Regions from separate parts of the Macaca mulatta genome. Here region 2 is linked to region 1. The links are chromatin contacts, called in public Hi-C maps. All regions are on one chromosome and are shown on one strand. The core of a region is the stretch at or near the end of the contact, and the rest is flanking DNA. Distances in the headings are between cores, read along the strand shown.

What was found. Hi-C and Micro-C count contacts between places; a contact is called where the count stands out from the background.
Region 2: a contact with region 1 is called in a Hi-C map of fibroblasts, with 2.8 times the contacts expected there. The contact joins two enhancer-like sites. A contact is called at or near these places in 8 of 14 Hi-C or Micro-C datasets (CD4 T cells, blood, fetal cortex germinal zone and 4 more).

The regions. Positions count from the first base shown.
Region 1 is chr2:153,061,164-153,068,276 of T2T-MMU8v2.0, forward strand. No RefSeq gene overlaps it. Among named protein-coding and RNA genes, the nearest start is that of LSM3, 83 kb to the left of the region's middle. Within about 2 kb of position 3,973, at least 3 of the 40 cell types and tissues checked have an H3K27ac peak or open chromatin away from gene starts, as enhancers often do.
Region 2 is chr2:153,256,586-153,262,950 of T2T-MMU8v2.0, forward strand. It overlaps SLC6A6 (solute carrier family 6 member 6), which reads left to right. Exons shown (of 15, transcript NM_001266893.1): 6 at 6,112-6,244. Among named protein-coding and RNA genes, the nearest start is that of SLC6A6, 53 kb to the left of the region's middle. Within about 2 kb of position 3,161, at least 14 of the 40 cell types and tissues checked have an H3K27ac peak or open chromatin away from gene starts, as enhancers often do.

The DNA of each region.
Region 1 (7,113 bases), core at 2,723-5,222:
AAAGTTCTTTATATGTTCTGGATATTAGTTTTTTTTTTTCATAGATGTATTTCAAACATCTCTCAACCTGTTTGGTTAAGAAATGTTTGTCTACCCTAGGGTCATGAAGATATTCTTGTATTTTATTTTCTAGAAGATGTTTTGTTTTACTTTAGGTCTATGATGGATCTCAAATTAATTTTGGGGTATGATTTGAGGTAGGCTCATTTTCCCCCACATGACTATCCAGTTGAACTAATACCATTTATTAAACATCACCTTTCCTCACTGAATTGTGCATCTTTCCTGTGAATCCAGGGATTGAACACGTGTGGGTTTGTTTCTGGGCTCCCTACTCTGTTCTATTGGTCCACATGACTAGGATCACAGTATGCCACACTGTCTTCTTACTCTGGATTTAGAAAAAACCCTTGACATCCAGTACAGTAAGTCATCCAGCTTCGTACTCTTGTGAGATCGCTTTACCTATTCTAGGTCCTTGCAATTTCCATATAAATTTTGAAAGCAGCATGCCAATTTTCTTGTAAATACCTGCTGGAACATACAGATCAATTTGGCAACTTAATATTGTAATAATATTAAGCTGGTCAAACAATAAGCAGGCTACAGTCCTCTATTTAGGTCTTCTTTAATTTCTCTACAAAGTTTTGTGTCATCATAGAGGTCTTTGCTTCTCTCCTTAGACCTACTCATAAGTACTTGGTGATTATTTTGGTATTATTGTAAATTGCACATCAAAATTTTCATTTGCTAATTGTTGCTAGCACATACAAACTAAACTAATTTTTGTATGTTGATTCTATCCAGCAACCTTGCTAAACTTACTCATTAATACTAATAGGTTATTATTGGATTTTGGATTTTTTCCTCATACAATATTATCATCTTAAATAATGAGTTTATATGCTTTATTTTAATCTTTATTATTTTTATTTTTATTTCTGCCTCATTGAAACAACTGGGCTCTACTGTACAATGCTGAGTAGAAATGATAGTGGCGGACATCCATTTCTTGTTCCTATCCTTAGGAGAAAAGCATTCAGTATTTTACCATTAATGATGATGTTAGTTGTGTGTGTGTGAGCGCGCGCACACACAGGTGTCTTAATGGAAACTCTTTATCAGATTAAGAAAGTTCTCCTCTGTGCCTCTTTTGCTGAGAGTTAAAAAAAAAAACATGATTAAGTGTTGAATTTTAACTAATCTCTGCCCATATGTATTGATTTTCATTAGCATCTTCAGCTGCAGCTCTCGAAAGCTGGAAAGTGGTATGTGGCTAGTGTCAGGCCAGAGGTTTCAGAGGGAGTCCTGCCCTTGTGGAGACCGGATGAGATGGTTACAGGAGGGTCAGAGTGGGAGATAGCCCCAAAGGCACAAGTCAGCCCCAAAGACACAAGTCAGTGACACTGACATGATCATGCACCTCGGTTCTTGTGAAGTCCTCTTCTACTCACTCCTAGCAAGGACTTGGGATTTGTTTTCTAAATGGAAACTAGTGCCATGCATATAACCCTGTGGCAGGCACTGTGCTGGGCATGATGGGAGGGCACAGGACATAGGTACTGCCCCTTCAGGACCCTGGGGATGTCTCCACGTATCACACCATTCTGTAGTTCCTAGGAGGGCCCCAACTCTGGGCTAGAGCTACAGGCCTGTGTCCCTTTCCTCCACCAGCCCTGCAGGACTCCCTCCCCGCCCCTGCCAGAGACCAGGGCCCTCAGGAGCAGTCAGACCGACCACAAACAAACAGGGAAAGAGTAGTGGAAAATGCCCCGAATGGTTCCCCACCCTCACCCATTTCTCCCCCTGGCCAGTTGTCTTGTGGATTCTTGGCCTTCCCAGTGCGGTCTGGGAAGACTTAGATGGTTTCCTTCCAGAACCCCAATAAGCCAAGAACAGGAGCTGCTCCAGGCCATTTCTGTCCCTGGGTCTCCTTTCAAAGGATTTCTGGGTCAATGAAGGGAGAATGTGGCTTGTGGGCAGTCAAGAGAGAGGGCCTATCGTTGTTTCAGATTTCTGGCTTGGCTCAGAGATTCAGACTCTCCAATTCCCACACTAGATGCTTCAGTCCACTGGGAAAAAGGCCTTGCCTCCAAAGAATGGCCATGACATTTGTTGTTTCTGCTGTGTCTGCTCAGCCTCCCTCACTGTCTTCCACAGCAAGCCTCTGTTCCAGCCAGCTTAGTGTGGAACTTAGGAATCTTTGGGTTTTAAATGATAGACACTCATGATAAACTAGCCCAACCCTTAAAGCAGGGATTTATTGGTTCACAGATCTAAAAAGCATAAGAGAAAATGGCCTTAGGTTGGGCTGGATCCAGGTGCTCAAACATTGTCACCAGGAATGTGATTGTCTCCACCTGTGACTCTGTTTTCTCCTGTATGGGTTTTATTGTCTTCCTTTGTGGCGGCAAAGATTGGGCCTGCATCCTTCCAGCTTGACAGCTCTGTTGGAAAGACAACACTTTTTTCAACAGGTGAAGCAACAATCTCAGGAAAGGTTCTCATTGGCCCAGCTGAATTCACACACCCATAATGAGAATCAACCTCACTGGAAACACATGATCTGAGGATGTGGGAAATGTGCACCCTCAGAGGAAAAAAAATGGGTGTTACAACCAGAATTAAGGGTGTTAAACAAGCAAAATCAGCAGGTGCCCCGTCTTCTAGCTGACCTGCCACCTCTATACCTTCATTCCAGTTTCCCTGTCTAGAATTCTGTTTGCTTTCCTGGGCTCAATGCTTCCTGTTCTTCAAGCTCCACCTCCCTTAGGAAGCCTTCCCTGGCCTTTGAGCCTCCCCCTACTCTGAACTCACCGTGTGCCAATGGTCTATCTGATTGTTTCGATCATATCAAAATAATACTTGTTTCCCAAACAGATCAGAAGATACAAAGACGAAATCCCGTATCACCCACAGAGTCTGCTCTGAGGAAGGGACATTGTTCCCAGGTTTGAGTAGAGATTGGCAGGGGAGGGGCATGGCCAGGAAAGTCTCAGGGCCAGGAACCAGCACGGGGTGGGAAGACCAGGATGGGAAAGAACTCAAAAGCTTTGAGGAGCTGAAGGGGCCCAGTGAGCAGGAGCAGAGCGAGAAGGGGTCAAGGGTATGGAACAAGGTTGGCTTGAGGGGGCTTTTATTCTAGTGAGGCAGGAAACCACAGGAGGAGTTTAAGCAGGGAAGCAGCATGATCCAGTTGGCGCTGGGGCTGTTCTCTGGGCTGTGGGCTGGAAAATGCAGAAGGGCAAGGTTGGAGGCCCCTGCAGTCACCCAGGCCAGACACATGCTGGTTCGGCCGGAGGTGGTAGTCGTGGAGAGGAATAGAAGTGGGTGGGCTTCAGAGACAGAACTGACTTGGCGACGCACTGGTGTAACAGTCAGGGTGGGGGACATAAGGTTGAGTGATTTATAGGTTTCTGGCTTGAGCAGCCATGTGAATGGGGTGCATTTACTGCCATGGGAAAGATGGTAAGGTGGGGACATTCTCTCTAGATGTGTGCCCGAAATTGATCTATACTTATATTTTGCATAAGTTGCATGGTGACTCTCTGATTCCTGCTCTTTTCCCCACTCAGCTGAGCATCTTTCCATGTCAGCATGGTGCTCATGGCACTCATCACAATGCCTACACACTATTCCCTAAGATGATATCCCATCATTTCTTTAACCAAGCCCCCATAGTGAACACATAAGTTGTTTCTGAATTGCCCATTTAGGACTTGATTAGATTCCATGTTACAATTTATTTTGTTTTTTATCGAATTATTTGTTTCTAAATCATTAGTCCCTTTATCTTTTCTCCAACTTTCCCAATTTCAGGACCTGCAAACGTGTCTCAATGTTTCGCCCTCGGTGCCTTACACTCTGGCCACTAGATGGCGGTGTTGCATAGGGTCCCCGCTGGCTCCAGTCCACAAGAGATTCCACTCAGCAGGACGCCCGACCTCCAGACTCCGACCTCCGCCCAGCAGGGCACGACCTTCCCTGGAGACCCGTGGGTGGACCTCACATTCTCAGAGCCCAAAGAATTCCTGCCGGAGGTGTGACCTGCGGCCCATTTGTAAACGGATGGCTTTGCTCTCTCCTGCAGAAATTGGTTGGGGGTTGAGGGACTGGCGTCGTTGGCAATGGCTTCTGAAATGCGGTATTTCAATTGCTTGTGGTGCCTGAGATGGTTTGAGGTGCCAGGAGCTACGTTACCAGAGCTTATTTGGTAGGTTTTTAGAGAAATAGAATTTGTCCTTCAAACTCACAGCTTCATGTACTATTATTATTTAGAATGAGATTAAGTCCAAAGAAAAAAACTTTAAATTAAATTTAAATGTTAAATGTAAAGAAAAATAGCAGTACAGGTAGCACATAGAGAAATCACTGGATTCCCTGCAGATTGCTGGCTTCCAGCTCAGTCTAAATGGGAAACGTTGATGGCTTAATACAATCTTAGAAGGACTGAATTTTAAAACTTAGACCCTGGAGAACTGCAGAACCTTAGAACCGCAGTATCTTTGATGGCATTTTCAAAGATAATGCCATCTTAATCATTACTTTGTCTTCTTTATCTCCATACTTAAGAAAATGATCTTGCAACTCTAAGAATCCGTGAGATCTTGGGATCGTGGTATTTTGGAAGATTAGACTTATGGAATCCTAGACTTCCAGAACTTTAGTGTGAAGAGGTCCACACTAAGGTCAGTGGAAGAGGAAATTACAGTTGGAAAAGAGAGATTGAGGTCCTGCAGAATGGTGGCCCCTGAGGCTCTCACCTTCTTCCTCCTGCCTCCTGTCTGACCCTCCACCCAGTGTGCTCAGGGCTCCCCTCTGGGCTCTGCTCCCAGCAGAGAGCACCGCCCAGGACAGCTCTCTGCACTTTAGCAACGCTCACTCCCCTGTCTCCTTCCAGGCACTCCTTCTCTATGCTAGCTAATCTGGTGGCTTAATGAATCCACACTGCCTCAGACTGATGGACAAATGAATGATTTATGTGAAGAAACGACCTCCGCCTCAAGTAATAAGTGCTTTCTACATGGTGGTGCTGATGGTGACATTTGAGGCAGGATGGCCAGCAGTGAGGACAATATCGTGGCATCTTTGGGTTTTTTTCAAATCATCATCTACTAGTGCCTCCATTTTTGCTTTTTATTTCCACCAGGGATTGCAGAGATTGGATTTGGGATTGCAGGGAGAGATATGCAGAGGAAACTTGCTTCTCCTTCTTTTCTGGTCTCAAAGTTCAGATGTCCAACTAGAGACCAAACTCATTAGCTTCTGGAGGCCTGAACATTTACAACTCCTCCCATCTTTCTTTCTTTTCTTTTGAGACAAGGCCACACTCTGTCGCCCAGGCTGGAGTGCAGTGCCTCAGTCATGGCTCACTGCAGCCCTGCCCTCCTGGGCTCAGGTGATCCTCCCACAGTTAGTGGTGGTGAATCCATACGGGTCTGCAGCAACCTCAGTTCTTGTCCCCTCAGAAGAGAGAGTCTGACCAAAGTGCATAAGGCAGAGTGAGAGACTGAGGAAAGTTTTAGAGCAGGAGTGAAAGTTTATTAAAAGGTTTTAGAGCAGGAACAAAAGGAAGTAAAATACACTCAAAAGAGGGCCAGGCAGGCGACTTGAGAGGTGCGAGTGTGTGGTCTGATCTTTCACTTGGGGCTTTATACATTGGAGTGCTTCTGGGGGTTGTGTCCCTCCTCCCCTGATTCTTGCCTTTGGGTGGCTGTCCACATGCGCAGTGGCCTGCCAGCACAGTGTGTTTACTGGGGTTGTGCACAAGCTCACTGGAGGCATTCTTCCCTTACCAGTCTAGCATTCCTAGAGGAAGGTCGTACACCAATTAAACCCCAGCATTTTGCTTCTTAATGCACATGCTTGAGCCCACTCGCCCAGCTCCTGAGATCTTATCAGGAAGCGGCTGATCGCCAGCTTCAGATGTTTCTATCTATTGGGAGACTGGCTTTCCCTGGCACTGGTTGCAACCAGTTATCATTATTTTAGAGGGAGAGTTAACAACCGCCTGACCGTCACCTCACGGTCGCCTCACATTCCTGATTGGGAGGCAGGGCCTTCTCCTGCCCTGCTCATGTCTGACTAGCTACCTACTGTAACACTACCTCAGCCGCCTCCCCTGAGAGCTGAGACTGTAGGCACACACCACCATATCCAGCTAATTTTAAAATTTTTTTGTATAGATGCTGTCTCAGTCTTGCCTAGGCTGGTCTCAAACTCCTAGGCTCAAGTGATCCTCCTGCCTTGGCCTCCCAAAGTCCTTCTCATCTGTCAGGACTACTGAGCTGTCACCTCCTCCGGAAAGCCTTCTGGGATTGTTCTTCCTATAGAGCTGAACATCTTCTGAGGGCTTCGTATCAGCACCACGCATTTGCCTGCCAGCTGTACTCTCTGAACTGTGTTCACTAATAACCACTAGGGAACGATTATTCCCCAATGCCTTTCTAATGTCTTAGAATTCGTGACCTAGGGTTTGCCAACCTGAGGGCCCACAGCAGCCGGTTCAGAAGTTGGGGACTGCAGTAAACCAGAGGATTTATCCGGTGGTCGCTCCTCATTCTGGCCAGCAAGGCCATCTGGAAATAACAGTTCAGTGTTGCCAAATCTTCTACCAGTTTTGGAACGCTGATGATATAGTTTGGATCTGCATCCCCACCCAAATCTCATGTTGAATCATATCCCTAATATTGGAGGTGATGCCTGGTGGGAGGTGATTGGATCATGGGGCGGACTTCCCCCTTTGGTGCTGTTTTTGTGGTAGAGTTCTCACGAGATCTGATTGTTTAAAAGTGTGTGGCACCTCCGCTGTCTCTTCCTCGCACTCTGGCCACGTGAAGTGCCTTGTTCCCCCTTCGCCTTCCACCATAATTAGAAGCTTCCTGAGGCCCCCCAAGAAGCAGATGCTCCTGTGCTTCCTGTACAGCCTGTGGAACCGTGAGCCAATTAAACCTATATTCTTCATAAATTACCCAGTCTCAGGTATTTCTTTATAGCAATGCAAGAATGGACTGATACAGCTGATAGTTATTTTTATATAAAAACCTCTCCTTTCAGGCAAATAAAGCACATCAACAGATTTGTCACCGGAGCCAGGACTCTGGGAGGCTCTGC
Region 2 (6,365 bases), core at 1,911-4,410, 190 kb after region 1:
TGAATCCCCCTGAAGATAGCCACCAACCCTGCAGCGTCTGGCTCTGAGGTTTCTCTCGAGTGAATCTTGTTGGAGTTTTTTGCGTGTTGCTGTCTGGGAGCCAGTTGGGCGACAGAGCAGTGAGGACACCCTCGAAGGTTGGTCTTGGTGGCCCTCAAGCTAAAGCCCAGCCCCAGCCATTGCTTCCTTTCACTTCTCTTACATGCGTCAGATGCATAGGTCCCTGGCCCGTCCTTTCCTTCAGCAGGTGCTGCTGGCAGGTGCTCAGGAGTCTCTGGAAGTCAGGGGTACGAGGCACCGGGGGAGCGGAGCCATCTCCTGGCTTCTGGGCAGGGAAGGTCCCTATTGACCCTCCCTCCCAGCCCCTCCTCCCTCTGTTTTCACAGAGGAGAAAGCAGAGCAGCAATGGGTGACATTCTCCTTTCCTTGTCAGGGGAGACACAGCCCAACTCTGGCTCCCACACATCCCAGCTGCACGACCTTAAGGCAGTGACCTCACCTCTCCACGCCCTCTTCTCTTCTCTGTCAACAGAAGTAGCGTGGTCCCAATGACTCACAGCCTGGCTTGAGCGTTATGGAGCTAAGACCAGGGATGCGCTTTGCGGGGGGCCATGGGACACTGACGATGCAAGATGGGCAGTGCCCTGCCCGAGGTCACACGCACAGCTAGAAGGAGCAAAGCTTCCAGCCCTGGCATTCAGCACTGCATCCTGCCTCCAGCTAACCTTTTTTCTGTGTCCCCACCAGCCACCAGCCCAGAGCCCAGGCCAGGCCTGGGAGCCCAAGTCCACGGTCACAGGTCACATTGTGCCACGTGTGTGTCTCCCCACTCCCAGGTTACTTGTGGGGTCTTCTCTCAGCCTGGACCCCTATGCCCACCCTGTGTGCAGTGCTAAGTCATCATTCTCAGCAGGAGCCAGTGAGCTGCACTTTTCCAGATCCTCATGAGAAGCCCCCGGGGCCCCAGAGACAGTCATTTCACGCTGGCTTTATAATTGAGCGCCGAGTTGCTCTGGGATGGGGAAGCAGAGCTTTTGTCCCCCTGCTGCTCCTTGCTGTCTGGGGTCACCTCTGTCCCAAGGTTGCCCTGGAGGACGGGCAGGGCCAGACCTGGCCAGATGCCCTCCATCAGGCTGGAGCCGTGCCTTCCTCCTAGGCTCCTCCAGAGCCCCCTGGGAGCTCGGCACGTATCATTAGACTTTATTAGAATCAAAGAAATGAGTCATATTTGCAAACAAGGCCTGCTCAGCCAATCTTCCCCTGCAGCTGTCGGAAGGAGGAGGCGGTGGAGAAAGGCTACACGGCCCCATGCTCTGGGCGGACGGGCCCTTTTATAATTGTTGCCTCTGCCAGTCTCCAGGGGAGAACCATGGCCAATAAATGGCTGGCCTGCAGTCAAAAGGAAACGATTTGGCCCGCTAGGAGGACGTATTTACATCTCTGAGTGCCGGCTGGACGGCAGCAGGGCGGCCGACTCAAAACAGACGTCCAGGCAATTCTTTTTTGGATCCCACCCTGGAGTGAATCATTACTATTCTTGGACAAGAATGCAGCTTACCTCGGAGTCTCCTCCCTCTGCATGAGAGCATGAGGAAGCTGGGGATGCTGGGGCCCTTGCCAAGACCAGCACCAGGCCCAGCACATGAGGTGACTGGTCCCCAGGGTGGCATCAGAAAAAAGGAACTAGATCCAGGGTTGATTTCTATCTGAGTGATTTCAGGTGCATTCCTGAACCTGTCTGAGCCTCAGTTTCCCCATCAATCAAATGGGTATAATTAATTTATTCAACTAATGTCTGCTGAGCACCTATTACATGCCAAGCACTGTTCAGTGATCAAGACAGACATAGACCCTGCCTTCTTGGGACTGACATTTTAATGGGACAGACAGACATGAAATAGCACATATAAAATTATAGTATAAAAGCAATAAGTGATCAGAAACAGGCCCTGGGCAGGGGAAGAAGAGTGACCAGGGATATTTTTTACAGAGGGTGGCCAGGAACAGCTGCCCTGGGGATGTTGCCTTTGAACAGAGACCTAAAGGAAAGGGATGAGGGAGCTTTGGAACAAGTGACCGAGGGAAGCAGTTAGGTCCAAGGCCTTAAGGCAGGATCACGTTCGACCTGTTCAGGGAATGTCCCAGACAGCAGCTAGGGTGGCTGAAGGAGGAGGAAGTGATGGTGCAGTCTGGGGGATGAGGGTAGGGCTTGAGTGCCCGCACCCCCAGCCTGCCCAGAACACTTCCCCTTTACACCCGTTGACCTGTGTGATTACTAATTGGCACCCACTCATTCTTAAAAGTGTCTGAGTCTGAATGGCAAGGTCAGGCGAGCTGTGTTGGCTACGGAGTGGGAGCCTCGGGAGGATGTGGAGCAGAGGAGGGATGTGGCCTGCCATAGGTATTAATAGATTCCCTCTGACTTGTGGGGGCAGGAGTGGAGGGAGGATGAAGAGGCTGCTGGAAATCATCCTGGGGGTATCAGGGGCCTGGACAAGGGCAGAGACAGTGTGCTGGGAGAGCTGTGTTAACACTGTGGGGAGCCTGTGCAGCTTCCTCCTGGGGTGCTTAGGAGGCACAGGTGAGTGGCAGTGCACCATGGCGTTCCCCCGGCATGGCACCCCACAGTTTATTGAGCACGCCCTCACCACTGGGTAGGGATTGGCTGGATCCTGATCGACTGCTTTCTGGCTGGGAAGACTCTGGAAGTCAGACATGGAAGGGACTGTGGAGGGACCCGCCCGAGATTCAGCCGGCATGGCTGCCCGAGATATCTTTGGAAAGAATGTCAGTTGCTCTGGCCCTGAGCCTGTGTCAGGCTGTGTTGTGACAAATCCTGATTGATGAGATACATTGGTTTCAGTCCTGGGACGTTCACATGGCCCGTTATAAAGCTTTTCAAGAATTTAAAATAACTTTTATAAAGGTGATATGTGCACATTAAAAACATTGAAGTAGTGCAAAAATACATTGCAAAGTGCATCCCCCTCCCCCACACAGGCAGCAACTGCCACCAGCTTCTTGTGTGTCCTGCCAAAAATAGTATGTGTGTATTCAAGTACAAATGTGTCTCTGGCTCCCTCCCTCTTTACACAGCAGGGAGCATGTCTCGTGCGCTGTTCTTCACCTTGCTTCTCTTCCTGCATTTTGTCTCCAGGACCTAGCTCCTTAGTAGGACACAGAACTTTCCCATTGTTTTACACCGAGCATTGTGTTCCAGTGTGTGCCTGCTTCACAGTTTACAAGCTCCTCTTAATGGACATTTGAGTCGTTTCCAACTTTTCACTCTACAGACAGCACTGCTTGGGGTGGGTACTGTGTCTCTGGCCACCCATGCAGGTGTAACTATAGGAGATAATCCTGGGAATGGAATTGCCTGGTCAAAGCAAACATCCCTGGATGCCACCATGAGATCCTACAAAGGGACTACCACCAGCAATGGAGAAGCAGGCGGAGGACTCATTTTCTTTGTTGTAGACTGCATAGCTGGTCAGCTGCCCCGAACAAGCCAGTGTGGCAGCCTCCCATCGGTATCGGGCACCACTGGTTTGCCCAGCATGGTGGTGGGAGGAAGGCAGATGCTGTTGGGTCAGCTGGCCACAGGCTGGGTATGGTCACAGTCAGGGCTCCAGGGTGTTAAGCTTCTCAGCCAGCTCGTCCTAAAGAATCAAACGAAAGGCTATCTTGTGGCTGGACATCTCATCAGCATATAAAGCCCTTGTCCTTGGGATGTTCAGGGTCTGGTGGGCAAGACAGACATTTCCCCAGCGTGGGACAGGACAGCGGAAGCCAGACGGGGGCTCTGCAGTGAGTCTTCCAGAACCTCAGGGAGGCTTCCTTTGAGACCAAGGCGAGTGCACCTGGAGGGCCTGGGAGACGGTGGAAAGGTGCTCTTCCTCCTCTCCTGGTGCTGCCCATTCACAAGGAAGTCTTGGGCCACTGCCCAGCCTGCCCTGGCTTTCATTGAAGGTGCTGAGCCCTGCAGAATGAGGAAAGGCTTTTTGTTTTAAAGCCATGGCAGGCGCCAGATCCACATGCTTGGCAGGGCCCCAGCTGGGATGCAGTTGGCTGCCAGCCTGCCCTATAGAGATGCCCCCTGCCCCAAGGTGCCAGGTGATCCCAGCATATAGCAGAGGACTGAAGAGATTGTTTTTAAAATTTAGGCTCTGTTTTCTCTTAAAATCACATCAACAGTGTAGTGGAGTAGAGAGAGCACTGGTTTTGGAGTCAGACAGGAGTGGGCTTGGGGTGGCAGCTCTGTGTCACCTGCTGGCTCTGTGACCATGGGCAAGTGGACCCTCCAAGCCTTGATTTTCCCCATCTGTAAAATGGGGTGAATGGCCTCTACTCCTTGGATCAGATGAGATAAACTGAAAAGGCCTTGGAAAGCAGTTGGTTGCTGGTGGCTTTTATTTAGTCTATCAGCATTATCAGGATGACATTATCAGGTGCCGGGGGAGCCCACTGATGTCACTGTGACCAGCAAGAAAAAGGCAAAGAAAAGCTGTCCCTTCTTTTGGCTGTTAGTGGGAGTATTTCATGGATTGGTCCTACAGTGACATGTGAACTTGCTGTCCTCCCAGTTGAGTCCGTTCATTCACTTCTTCACTCAACACGTCTTTATTGAGCTCCTCCAATGGGCCAGGTGCTGTTCTAGGTGCTGGGAACACAGCAGTGGACTAAAGAAAGGCCTTGCTTGAATGCCAGTTGAGAAGGGAATATTGGATTTATTCAAAGTCCTTATGTTGAAGCTTCTCTAGAAAAAAAAAACAAATGATAAAGGGTCTAACCCAGTGTGTGTTCTGAGAACCAGAGCCCTGACTGTGGGGGTAATCCCACGGACTGGCTAAAAGCTTGGGATGTTCCAGAATGCTTTCCCAAGAGCATCCTGGGCGGGAGCTGTTAGTCCCATTTTACAAAAGGGGAAACTGAGGCAAAGAGTCACACTTCACTCCCTGCCCCTCCTGCATGGGAGTGTGACCTTCAGGCAGGGAGCTGACTCCCATTAGAAGGAAACTCAGCGTCTTCCAGGGGTTCGCAAACACCCTGGAGCATGGAGACCCTGTCTCCTGTGGCCAGCAGCCTGTGCTGGACGGGTAACCTGGGAGGCCCAGTGGGCAGGGCCGATGTCCCTGTGCTCAGCGTGGCTGTCCTCGATCACTGTTGCAGCAGCCAGGGCTCTGGGACCATGGATGCCACTTTTGGCATCAAGTTTCATGGCCTGGGCTGTCAGTACCCTGCACCGCCCTGGCCTGCTTTCAGGTGCTGTCTGTGAGTAGGTGCTTCTGTGCCTGTTTAGCAGGACAGCAGGAATCAGCTCGGATTGGCGGGAAGCTTAGGTCTGGACTCCAAAGACCCATGCTCTGCCGTGTCATCCTGGGCAGGGTTGGTGGCTGTCCCATGCCAGTTATCCTTAAAACTGTTTACCTGCCTCTCTCTGAGACCCTCAAAACCCTGGCAGGGCAGGGGAGGAAACCAGCGCTGCTTAGGTGCCGGCTGTGTGCCTGAAGCTTCCCTGGGCATCTGAACACCACAGTTACATCTGCAAAGGTTTATCAAGTGCTAGCTGCATCCCAGACCCTGAATTTAGGATCTTGTGTGACTTACATTTTAGTGAGAGATCCAGGTTACACAGGGATGAATAAAATAATGAGGGACAATGTTGGGGGAGGGCAACATTTTATAGATGAGGAGCCCGAGGTCTGGGAAAGTTGGCTAACTTCCTCTGTAGTGATGGAACGAACAGTAGAGCTGAGAACTGAACTTAGTATTTGGCGCACTGAAGAAGGTTCTGTTGAAGTCCCAGCAGAAAATCGGTGCCCGTTTCACAGATGAGGAAACTGAGGCTCAGGGATTCCTTAACTTGCCTGAGGTCAGACTGAGTTGAACCTGGTTTTGCCTGAATCTGGAGTCTGAATCCATCCTTTTTTCTTTGCAACAACTCTGTCTCAAGACAAATGGGGATTCCTGGGTTTGGAAAGGTGAGGTGACTTATGTAAATGCAGTGCCTCAGGTGGGATTTGACCCTCAGCCTGTTAATGTTTGGGCCTTGGCTCTCTCTACTCCGGGGCCAGGCCCCTTACTGACTTCTGGCTCTGTGTTTGCTTCAAGGCGCAACGTGCTGAGCTTGTCCCCTGGAATCGACCACCCAGGCTCTCTGAAATGGGACCTCGCTCTCTGCCTTCTTCTGGTCTGGCTAGTGTGTTTCTTCTGCATCTGGAAGGGCGTCAGGTCCACTGGGAAGGTAAGTTGGACTTCTGTCCCTCCCCTGACTCCTGGAGAGCTGTGCCAGGCTGGCCCTCTCCCCCACTTCCTGCCTGCAATTAGCCACGCCCCAGGAGGGAGGTGGCCGGTGGTGGTGTGCT